Linked DNA regions of Rattus norvegicus: all the other regions are linked to region 3. The links are chromatin contacts, called in public Hi-C maps. All regions are on one chromosome and are shown on one strand. The core of a region is the stretch at or near the end of the contact, and the rest is flanking DNA. Distances in the headings are between cores, read along the strand shown. Region 1 overlaps LOC103693859 (a long non-coding RNA gene). Region 2 holds the start of Ppif (peptidylprolyl isomerase F). Region 3 holds the start of Zmiz1 (zinc finger, MIZ-type containing 1).

The links. Hi-C and Micro-C count contacts between places; a contact is called where the count stands out from the background.
Region 1: a Hi-C map of Schwann cells shows a contact between it and region 3, with 5 times the contacts expected there. The contact joins the enhancer-like site here to the promoter of Zmiz1 in region 3. A contact is called at or near these places in 3 of 12 Hi-C or Micro-C datasets (Schwann cells, liver and mammary epithelial cells) and 1 of 1 datasets of contacts at active chromatin or transcription factors (oligodendrocytes).
Region 2: a Hi-C map of hepatocytes shows a contact between it and region 3, with 2.3 times the contacts expected there. The contact joins the promoter of Ppif here to the promoter of Zmiz1 in region 3. A contact is called at or near these places in 5 of 12 Hi-C or Micro-C datasets (the A7r5 cell line, Schwann cells, hepatocytes and 2 more) and 1 of 1 datasets of contacts at active chromatin or transcription factors (oligodendrocytes).

Annotation. Positions count from the first base shown.
Region 1 is chr16:893,390-896,815 of GRCr8, reverse strand. All of the region lies in intron 2 of LOC103693859 (a long non-coding RNA gene), which reads left to right. Among named protein-coding and RNA genes, the nearest start is that of Zmiz1, 140 kb to the left of the region's middle. Within about 2 kb of position 2,160, at least 59 of the 93 cell types and tissues checked have an H3K27ac peak or open chromatin away from gene starts, as enhancers often do. A contact at or near this core is called in Schwann cells and liver, where this site is marked.
Region 2 is chr16:1,262,518-1,265,580 of GRCr8, reverse strand. It overlaps Ppif (peptidylprolyl isomerase F), which reads right to left and starts at 1,580. Exons shown (of 6, transcript NM_172243.2): 1 at 1,360-1,580; 2 at 222-252. The coding sequence starts at 1,551.
Region 3 is chr16:1,032,772-1,036,043 of GRCr8, reverse strand. It overlaps Zmiz1 (zinc finger, MIZ-type containing 1), which reads right to left and starts at 1,884. Exons shown (of 24, transcript NM_001108393.1): 1 at 1,554-1,884.

The sequences.
Region 1 (3,426 bases), core at 911-3,410, 140 kb after region 3:
TTTTCCGATTTGAAAAGCAATGCAGGTTTAGTGTGACACACTCAAAATGATTTTGTTGAAAAGGGAAAAGGGGAAGAGTGATGGTCTAGTAAGAAAGTGTTTGCCTTGCACACATGAGGACCAGAAGAGTCTGAGCCCCAGGACACATGCAAACGTTCCCAGGAAGGTTAGCTCAGGAGGTAATGCATGGCAGAAGGAAAGACAGGATCCCTGGAGCTGGCTTGGTGGCTAGCCAGCCTACCCTGAGTAAGCTCCAGACCAATGAGAGACCTGTCTCAGTGGAAAGGTATGAGGTCCCTGGAGAACAGCACCTGAGGTTGTCTTCTGGCTTCCATGTACACATGCACACGCATGCACTCACATGCACACATGCACACATGTGCCCACACTAAAATAAATGAGAAGCTTTGATATTGTCACCAGGAGGTGTCTAAGGACTCCATTTCACTTGAGTGTCTTTGTTTCCTCCACCCACCCTCATAGCCAGTGAATTCAGCTGACAAACATCTGACATTTACACTGCCTCAGTCCCATCCAGTGACATCCCTAGGGATGTCGTCCTTGTCATGCCTGCGGGTTGCTTCCAGGTCCTCCACACAGGCCCTCGTGTCTGCTCCTCATCTCTGTGTGGAGGATCCGTGAGGCCTTAGGCTTCCCAGCTCCCAATGCAGGCTGCTTCGGAGGAGCAGTCCTTGAACACTGCCCAGCATATGGGGAACTCCCTGTCATCTTGTCCAAGCACCTCAAGCATAATGTGGCAGTCCCTGTCCTTCCCAGGGGGAGTTCCAGATAACTTCAATGGATTAAAAACTTAAAACAAGAAGGTCCCTGGAACGTGAGGGAACGTGTCATGAATCACATTCACAGGCTTGGGTGGGCTCTCTCATCTCAACATGAAACTGGGCAAAGCTGGAGAGGTCTGAGGCTCTGGTTTCTAAACATCATGGAGGGCAATGAAAGCTGCTTGCTTGTGCAGTTTTATCATAGAGGCTTTCTTGCCTATTATTTCCGGATTGTGAATTAGCTCAGGCATCCGTTTTACAGATGGGCAAACTTGAGAATACTAGGTCAGGGGTTAGTGGTCCCAGGTTTTGGATGTTGGCTTGCTGATGATGCTAGGTCCTGAATTACGTACTTTGGGGTTTCCGCTTTCTTGAGCAGCCTGCACAGCCTATCAGCAGTCCCTGCAATTTGAAGTGTTTCTATAAAGAGGAAACATGTTGGGAGGAAAATACTCAGTTCTGTGGTGCCTGTCACCACCATGCCAGCATCCATCCCTAGGTCAGATGGGAGCTCTCCACAGCAGGCTTATCATCAGCTGAAGAGGTATGAGCCAGGCAGTCAGCCAGTTCACTGGACTCTGGTCTTGCTGTAACGTCTGTGGTTCAGTGGAACTCGGTTCCGTTGTGAGATGGACTTGGTGGTGAAGCATTGGCAGAGCATGGAGCGCAGGAAGCTTCCAGAGCCAGCCTGGCAGGGGTCTTTCCCAGCACTGCTGTCTACTAATGGTCCGATCCCTCGGCAAGTCAGTTTCCACACTAGCTAAATTATAATGATACGCATTTGTCTCACAGGGTTGCTTCAGGCTTGGAAGAATTAATCACGTTGGTACACCCAGCGTAACCTTCAGGTTAAATGAAGGCGCACCAAAATCAGAGGTACTAGGAAGGATCCTAAATCTCAGGCCATGCAGTGGGAAGCGAGGAGGCACGTGACGCTTCGCTCTGGGCCCTCTTCAGAGAAGCCATGTAACTTCCTTTCAGTATCTGGCTGAAGTTCAGCGACATCCTAGCGCATCTGGTCCTCTTCCAGGAAGCCTTCCTAGATGGATAGGCGTGAAGCACAGCCTCCCTCTGTGGGCTCCCTGCCCCCACTGCCAGTGCCACCCTTTGGCCTCAGACAAAGCGGGCACCAGCAGCAGCAGCCGCCGGGCTGGCTCGGTGGCTTTCATGAGGCAGGGGCTCCGGGGAGCCCAACCCGGGCTGGTCTGCTTTGAATGCTATTTGCATTGCAATAGGCCAGCCTGGCCTTCAATACAGGCCCCTTCTTTTTTTGACACAGCAGCTTCACAATCGCCTATTGACCGGGCACCTGTTCCTGCCCCAGACGCTATGCAAATGCCGGCCAGGAGCGAAGCCGCCAGCCCCTCGGGCCATTGTGCATTGAACCCTGATGGCGCCCTGCCAGCTCCCAGCCGGCCTTTGTTCACTAGCTGTGCTGAGCCACCCCAGCCACCGCCTCCGCCCGCCTGAGGTGCCCTGCCGAGGAGCCGCTTGCTGACAGCCACTTGGGTCCTTGCACCTGAAGAAAGGCTGCTTGAGCTGGAGGCCAGGCCCACGCTGAGGCTGGGCCAGGGGCCCCCTGAGGAGAAGAGGCAGGCAACTCGCAGGCTGGGGCCCTTAGCTCCTGTCCCCGGGGACCGCGGAGAGGGGCCTGGCAGGCGGAGGAGGGGGCAACCCGGACCATGCCATCTGGGGGCGGAGAGATTATAATAATCGCTCTCACATCTGCTGAGGGCCTACCCGTCCGCAAAGCCCTCTCAGGGCTGGTCTCCCTGCAGGCACACCTGCCTCTCGAAGAGGGCTGGATTGTGCCTTTGGGGGTGGGGTGGGGTGGGGATTGTGGTCCCCTGGGGGGAGCTGGCTGAGCTCGAACGGTGGGGAGGGGGCTCAAACCCTCGGGGGTGGACGTCTCACCTCGCAGACTCTGGGTATAAAGCTTGGCTGCTCTTCTTCACCTCATCTACCTGTCCTTTAGCAGGATGGTTGACTCCTCGGCTTCAGGGAGGAACATTACCTCAGTGGGCTTCTTTCTCCTCATCTGGACTCTTGGCTTACCCACTGCAGATGGAGTTTTAGGTTGTTCTGGGAGCCACAACAGGCTAAGTTCTGCCATCTATTCCAACATACCAATTAAAGAGACAGGCGATAAAAAGCAAGATGAAGTCAGTGTGGTCATCCTACATAGAACATATAAGGGGATCTAGTGATCTCTGGGTCCCATTTCTGGAGTACTGGCATGAGCTTTAGGTTTAAACTAAGGAAAAGAGAAAAGGGGACAAAGGTATAAGCATCATTATGTAGTCTCAGGTCCTGCCCATCACTGTCTCGGCTCTAGTCTTGGTGAGTTGCCCAGAGAAGTCCTTACTAGGCAAAAAGACAAACTGGCTCCGAAAATATGACATCCTGCTCTAAGGTGCCACCATACTTTCATGGATGACTGCCCTCGCCTGGGGTTGTCTGTCCGGCTAGATGCTGCTGTTTCTGGAACTCGTGGTCATTGGCTACTGGCATTCACCTTTTGGGGTCTGGACAGGACATTGTAAAAAGCTGACAGTAAGATGCATCTGCTTCCCATATCTTTGTGCCTTCGATCTGGGAGTGGGGTGAGGTAGGCTAGAGTAGCCCTGGGTCTGGATGCCTCCTC
Region 2 (3,063 bases), core at 331-2,830, 230 kb before region 3:
CAGAAATGGGGGGGAGCTTACATGGGGCTTCCCCTGGTTATGGGCTGTCTAGCTACTCTTGGTCTGGTTAGCAGAGCTGACAACGAGGTCCAGAGAAGGACAAAAGGCTGCCTTAGGGGTACCTATCAGCTATGCCTAAGTTGAGATACCCACACGTCACAGTCTGTTCTAATTCAACCCCGAAGCCTACCAGCCTTGGCTGGCTCACATCTGGGCCTTACCTGCTGTCTTTGGCACGACATCTGCCTTTAACTACAGGGAAGAAAAAGAACAGAAAAGGACGGTCAGTCGAGAAGCAGGTGCAGGGCAGAGCCCCCTCGAGGTTCACACCCAGAGGCCAGGGCATCAGGACCATTCCTCTCCATGCCCACTGACTCTCCTAGGAACAGCCAAGAAAGCTATCATCCCTGGCAGCTGCTTCCTGAACCCAACCAAGGCTTGCCTGAGACGGCCTCAGTTTCTTATCAGAAGAAACTACTGTCATCCTGGCCCACTTCCGGGACAGAATTGTCAACTGGAGGTCCTCAGCAGGAGTCCCTGGACCAAGAGTATCATCAGGACCAGCTGATGTTCCTCAGTGCAGGGGGAAACTGAGGTCCCCAGAAGGAAGGAGCAGACAGTTGAGGAATGACAGACAGGCCTCATCCAAGCCTGACTCTTGGCTTCTTTTAAGAATCCCTCTTCACCAAATGGGGTTGGGGAGATGCTCCTCATTCTCCAAAAGATGAAACTGAGGCATAATAATAAATATTGGCCACACACACCCCCTTCGCAAATCGGGCAGCCAACACTAACTGGTACCTTTGTTCAAGCCAAAAGGCTCCTAGAGCCTCCTCCTGATATTTTGACTGTTTCCTAATTTTCTCTTCAAGGGTCGAACAGGAGCCATTGTTGAACGTGGACCTCAAAGAGTGGAGAAGCTTGGGCTCCCAATTCAGAACCTTCTCATTCATTCCATGTGCCTCCTCTTAGGTAATCAGGCCTTGGGGGCGGATCCCGAGTGTGCTCAGGCCAACAAATGAGCACCAGGCAACACCTGGACCTCAGACACCCACCTGAGCTCTGGGTCCAACCTTGGACGCAGACGGTTCTAGGAAGCCCAACGTCAGTCCTGGCCGGTCAGTGGGCTGTCACTCAGTACGATCTGACCTTGACCTTTTCCTCCACACTAGCCCTCCCTCTCTCTTCCATATCACCCTCCCCCCCCCCCCCATCCTCCAGGGTTTTGAAATGCCCGGAAACGGACCAAGTTGATGCCGCTTCTTCTGAGAGAGGGAAACTGAGGCCCAAGGTCATCCGGTGTGCCAGGCACAGTACGGGGCCCGGGAAGTCCAGGTTTTCCCTACGGCCAAGTCTCACCTCCAGCACCACGCGGCCGAGCGGCTGTCCGTCGGCGCCCACGTCCAAGTACACGAGCGGGTTTTGGGAGGAAGAGTTCGCGCCTCGGGCTCCGCCGTCGCTGCAGGTACGGGTCGTGGAGAGGAGGAGCGGCGCGGAGCGCGGGCCGGAGAGCAGACCGAGCAGGCGGGGACCGCAGCGCAGAGCTAGCATCGCTGTCACGGGTCGGGCGAGGGCGCGCGGAAGAACTCAGAGCAGACACAACAGAGGTCGTACGACCCAGGAAGCGATACCTAGGCCGCGTGCCATCGCCTTTATTGGTCCTCTGGCTTCGAGACCACGCCCCTACACGCCTCCGTCACGCCCCCTCAGAACTGGTTCTCTAGTGTCCCCTGCTGGTTGCATCTGGCAGCGCAATCAGTTCGTGCTTTGTGCCCCATCCCGTAGCCCCACGCGCGGAACCGGAAGTCATTTGAAAGAGCCTCTAGACCAAGAGAGACACTGATCCTGAGAGTCAGAAAGACGTGGGAGGCTCTGAGGTGGATCAGAAAGGGAGAGATAACAGAAAGAACAGAGAAGTAAAAAAGATACGACACCCACAAGGTGACCGACCTCAGGCCTCCTGCTCCAGGGCTGAATGTCTCGTTTTGCCTCTAGAGATCAGTGCCTTGGCTAGAGGACTGAAAATACAGTTTGCCCAATCAATAGTGCATCTCCCAGGCCTCAGTCCCAGGGTGACCTCTCCTCTCCAGCCCACACTGACAACCCTTGTTTGTCCCTATCACTTCCAGCCAGGCCAGGAAGATACTGGGCTAGATTTACACCCACTAGAACTCACCTGGAATACACCTCCTTACTGACTGCATGCACCTGCAAATAACTTCTTAAGCAACCATTCTGAACGGATGCCGGGAAGTTGACAGTGTGTGATACAAAAGGAAAGGAGCCTGCAGCAGAGCCACAGCCAGGGATTTAAGCCCTTGTGTTCGGGGCACAGCAGCAGCCTGGGAAGCGAATGAATGCCAGCAAGTGGGGGCATGTGAGCCAAACCCGATACTCAGTTAGGAAACTGAGGCTCAGAAAGAGAAGAAAGCTCTGACCAGGGCTAGAAAACCCTGATTGGGCCAGTCCTTCTGCAACCAAGGAAGTTATGAGAAACTTATCTTGCTTTTAACTCATACCTATTCAGGGGATAAATAAACTTGAGAGAGAGAGAGAGAGAGAGAGAGAGAGAGAGAGAGAGAGAGAGAGAGAGAGAGAGAGATTTGTTAACTGTTAAACACTGCTCTGTGGACAACAGTGACGGGCATAGCCTAGACTGCATACTCAGGGTATGGATTCAGAGCATAGGGGGGACTCTCCACTGCAAGATCTCAAAGTCCTGAGAGACTGGAGAAGGGGAGGAGCTGAGAGACTGAGGAGCAGGGGAGCCACAGATGGTACAGTGTTCCCTCCTCTACCTGACTTCCTTCATGTTCTATCTTCCAGCTCGTTAGCGAACACATTTCACTCCCCTTTGTGTGAACCAAAGACAAATTCTGTCTTTACCACAGGCTGGATTCTGGTGTCTGTCTGTCCTTCCTGTCCTGCCCTCAGTGGTCTCTGTATGCAGCTAAGCATATGCCCAGCCCTGAAGACACTGGGCCCCGCTGAGATACATACTCTGCTAGCTCCCCAGCAGCTGATAGACTGGGTCATCTTCAGGGGTTTCTCCCCAAACTGCCC
Region 3 (3,272 bases), core at 635-3,134:
GGGCTTTCAGGGCTCCCGGGTGGGGTGCGGGATGCCAGGCTCCTTGAGCCCGGGCTGCGGGAGAGGCCCTTCGTCCTGCTCCGGGCTGGAGGCACAAGGTGGAACTGTAAACCAGAGAAAGGAAAGTTTTCAGCAGGTAAAGGAAAGGGCAGAGTAGCCGCGCCGATCCGTTTTCCCCCGGGAAGGGTGGGGGGCCCAGGCCCGCAGTCCTGGCGCGCTCCCGTCCGCTAGCCCTCCCGCCCGGGTTGTTTACATTCCTGGAGTGTCTTTTAAACCCGAGGCTGTGGCCGGCTCCTGGCCTTCTCCCGCGGCTTCGGGGCAGTCTCCCGTGAAAATCTGCTGGCGCACAATGGCCGGGAGAGGAGGCCGCCCCTCTCCCGCGCCCCCACCGCTCCAGGGCGGGGAGCCTGCCCTCTGCACCGCGCCCTCTCCCTGCCTGGCCAGCTTCCTGGACAGATGTCCCCGGCCAGGGGGCGACGCGATCCCGCAGCCTGCACCACGACACCGAGGCCGTGCTCCCCACTGTTTTCTCCCTGGCCCTGACGCCAGGAATGTGAAACAAGCTTTCAGAGCTTCCCTCCCACAATCCGGACCCAGCTTCAGCTCCGGCCCGGCCCCCCAACCTCCTCCCGGGTCGGCCTCCCACTCCCCCGGGGCCGCCGTCGCCGCCGTCGCCGCCGGAGACAGAGAGGAAGAAAGAACACGGGGAAATTACTTTCGTATTTGCAACGCGCGCGCGCATACACACACACACACACACACACACACACACACACACACACACACACACACACACACACACACACACACACATCTTCCCCTTGGGCTCGCCTCCCGACTGGGGCAGCCCCGGCCAGACGTTGGCCTGAAAGCCCCTTCGGCTTCCGAAGCCCGAACGAGAAGCCTCAACACATCTCCTCAACGTGTCCTGCTTTAGCCACGCGCCGCGTTTCCCCGAGCTATTCTCCCCCCAAAACAACTTAACCGCGCCCCCATCTCCCATGTACAAAAGTGTGTTCTCCATAGAAATTTGGAGGCACAACTTAACATCACCAACCCCTGGCCACCCTAGAATCCAGCGCCTTCCTGGCGGTTCTCCTACGCACACAGGAGCACAACTTCATATCTTTCCAAAAGGAGCAAGGGAGACCCAGCCAGTTCTTCCCGGGTCCTCTCCTCCCTCCTCCGAATCCGTATCCCGGCCGGCCCCCGACTGTTCGGAGCGACGGCTGGAGGCGCGCCGGCAGGAGGCGGGCACCGAGTCCGCGCGCACAACCACACCGGCGCCCCGTACATCCGAAAACCCCCGGGTCCCCGCGCTCATCCGGAGTCGCTCTACACAAGCTGGGTGCTCGCTGGTGGCCAGGGCCTCCGCCCCCGGCGGCCAGGGCAGCAGCGCCGAGCCCGCACGGCTGGCTTCTCTCGCCCGGCCGGAGCTAAACCTTTAAGCGGAAAGCCCTAGTACAGTACCCGGCGCTCGCACCCTGACGATCCGCCGGGAGCGGGTGGAAGCCTCGGAGCTAACGGGCGCTTGGCTCTGTCCCCAAACTTACCGGGCTCTGCGAGCACCACTGCCACCGCTGGAGGACGCGCCGCTGCCACCGCCGTGTAGGGCAGGCTGGAGCCCGGAGGAGCGCAGCGAGAGCGCGGAGATCCACTCGGCTCCGGCTCTGGTTCCCGCTCCTCACCGGCCGGCGATAGGGTCAGCGCGCTGCGCGGGCGCTGCTCGCTTGCTCTGCGGCCCGATCGCAGCTCGCCCGGCCGGCCGCTTGCTCTCCGGGGCGCCCGCCGCCGCCGCTCGCTTTTTTAATGTCCACAGACAGTGAAAAGGAACTCGGCGTTAGGGGGTGAGTAAGTGAATCAACTCGCCCGGAGCCGAGCAAGTTGAAGTGTCAGATTACATTGGCTATTCTATTTCCAAAGGGCCCCGCGCCGCCGGCCTCCCGCAAAAGCCGGCACGGAGTAATGGCGGGAGCGGAGCGCCGCGCCTCCAGCGCGCAGGTCTGCTGGCCTTGGTTCGCTCTCCATCTGCGCGCTCGCTGCGCTCTCCTTTTCCCTTTCCTTTCCCTTCCGCCTCTCCCCTTTCCCTTCTTTTCCTCCCTCTGTTCCCTGTGCCCAGGTCTCAGCTCTCTTCCAGACCCTGTTAGGCTCCTCGCCACCCTTACCCTCATATGCTGCTTTGCTCACTCTCTCGTCCCTCCTCTCACCTCCCTTCACTGCTCTTTAACGCCCCCCCCCCCCCGCCATTCCATAAGTTTGGAGCCGGGAGACTGATGTGCCTAGGAAAGGACCACATTGGTAGGAGCAAAATTATTGCCAGAAGGCATACCCCGCTTCCTGCTGGTACCCTGGCTCTGGGGCCTTAGGTTCTGTTAGCCACCTGAATTGGGGTGACTGGGTGGCTAATGAGACACGGTGTGCGGAGTTTCCCCCGGAGACTTTGGGACAGAGGGTGAGAGGACCCTAATCTTCACTACCACGGGTGACGTAGGGGGAGGTGGAAGTGCGCTTCCATTGACATATGAGAAGGAGCGAGGGATACAGAGGTAACCACTGCTACTTGAAGTTTAGAGCAAGAACGCCATAATGCTTGGTAGGAAGCGCCTGGAGCGCTGCGAGCTGAGCGCTCCCAATTTGCAGAGGTGGAAATAACCCAACCGGCTCACAGCCCAGAGCTGGGCTCCACTCCTGTCGTGCCTTAGGGCACTCACGAAGCACAATTAGGTGCGCCCACTCGCGGGGGCTTTCCTCGCAGACCGGCCCCTAAATGTATCCAAGCGCGCACTCCCTTTGGCTCAGGTCCATTGCCACTCACACAAAAACTCCTACACAAACGGCACGCCGATTTGCGCCTACCTTTCAGCAAGGCACGCATAGCATGCACGACCCCGACACACACTTGTACACACACTTTCCATCCCAGATATGCCCGTGCACCTGGAGTCATACAATTGTACACACAAATATCGCTGTATGCCATCCCCGGTACGTTAAAAAAACAAAACAAAAACAAAACACGAGGCATTCCCCCGTGCACTACGTCTCTGGTTCACGTACACATACCACACATTTCCCCTTACTCTTCCACATCCCTTCCTCAACCCCATCCGCCTCCTGATTAGAAGGACTCTAGTCCTAAAGATAACTAGCGTCTGGGCTGGACACGCGCGCGCGCGCACACGCACTCCCCTTCAGAGCAGGCGGGGGAGGCTTGGGCTGGAGCCCGCTAGGGACTCCAGGTGTGGCGATGACTCCGTGCTCCGCTTTTTGCA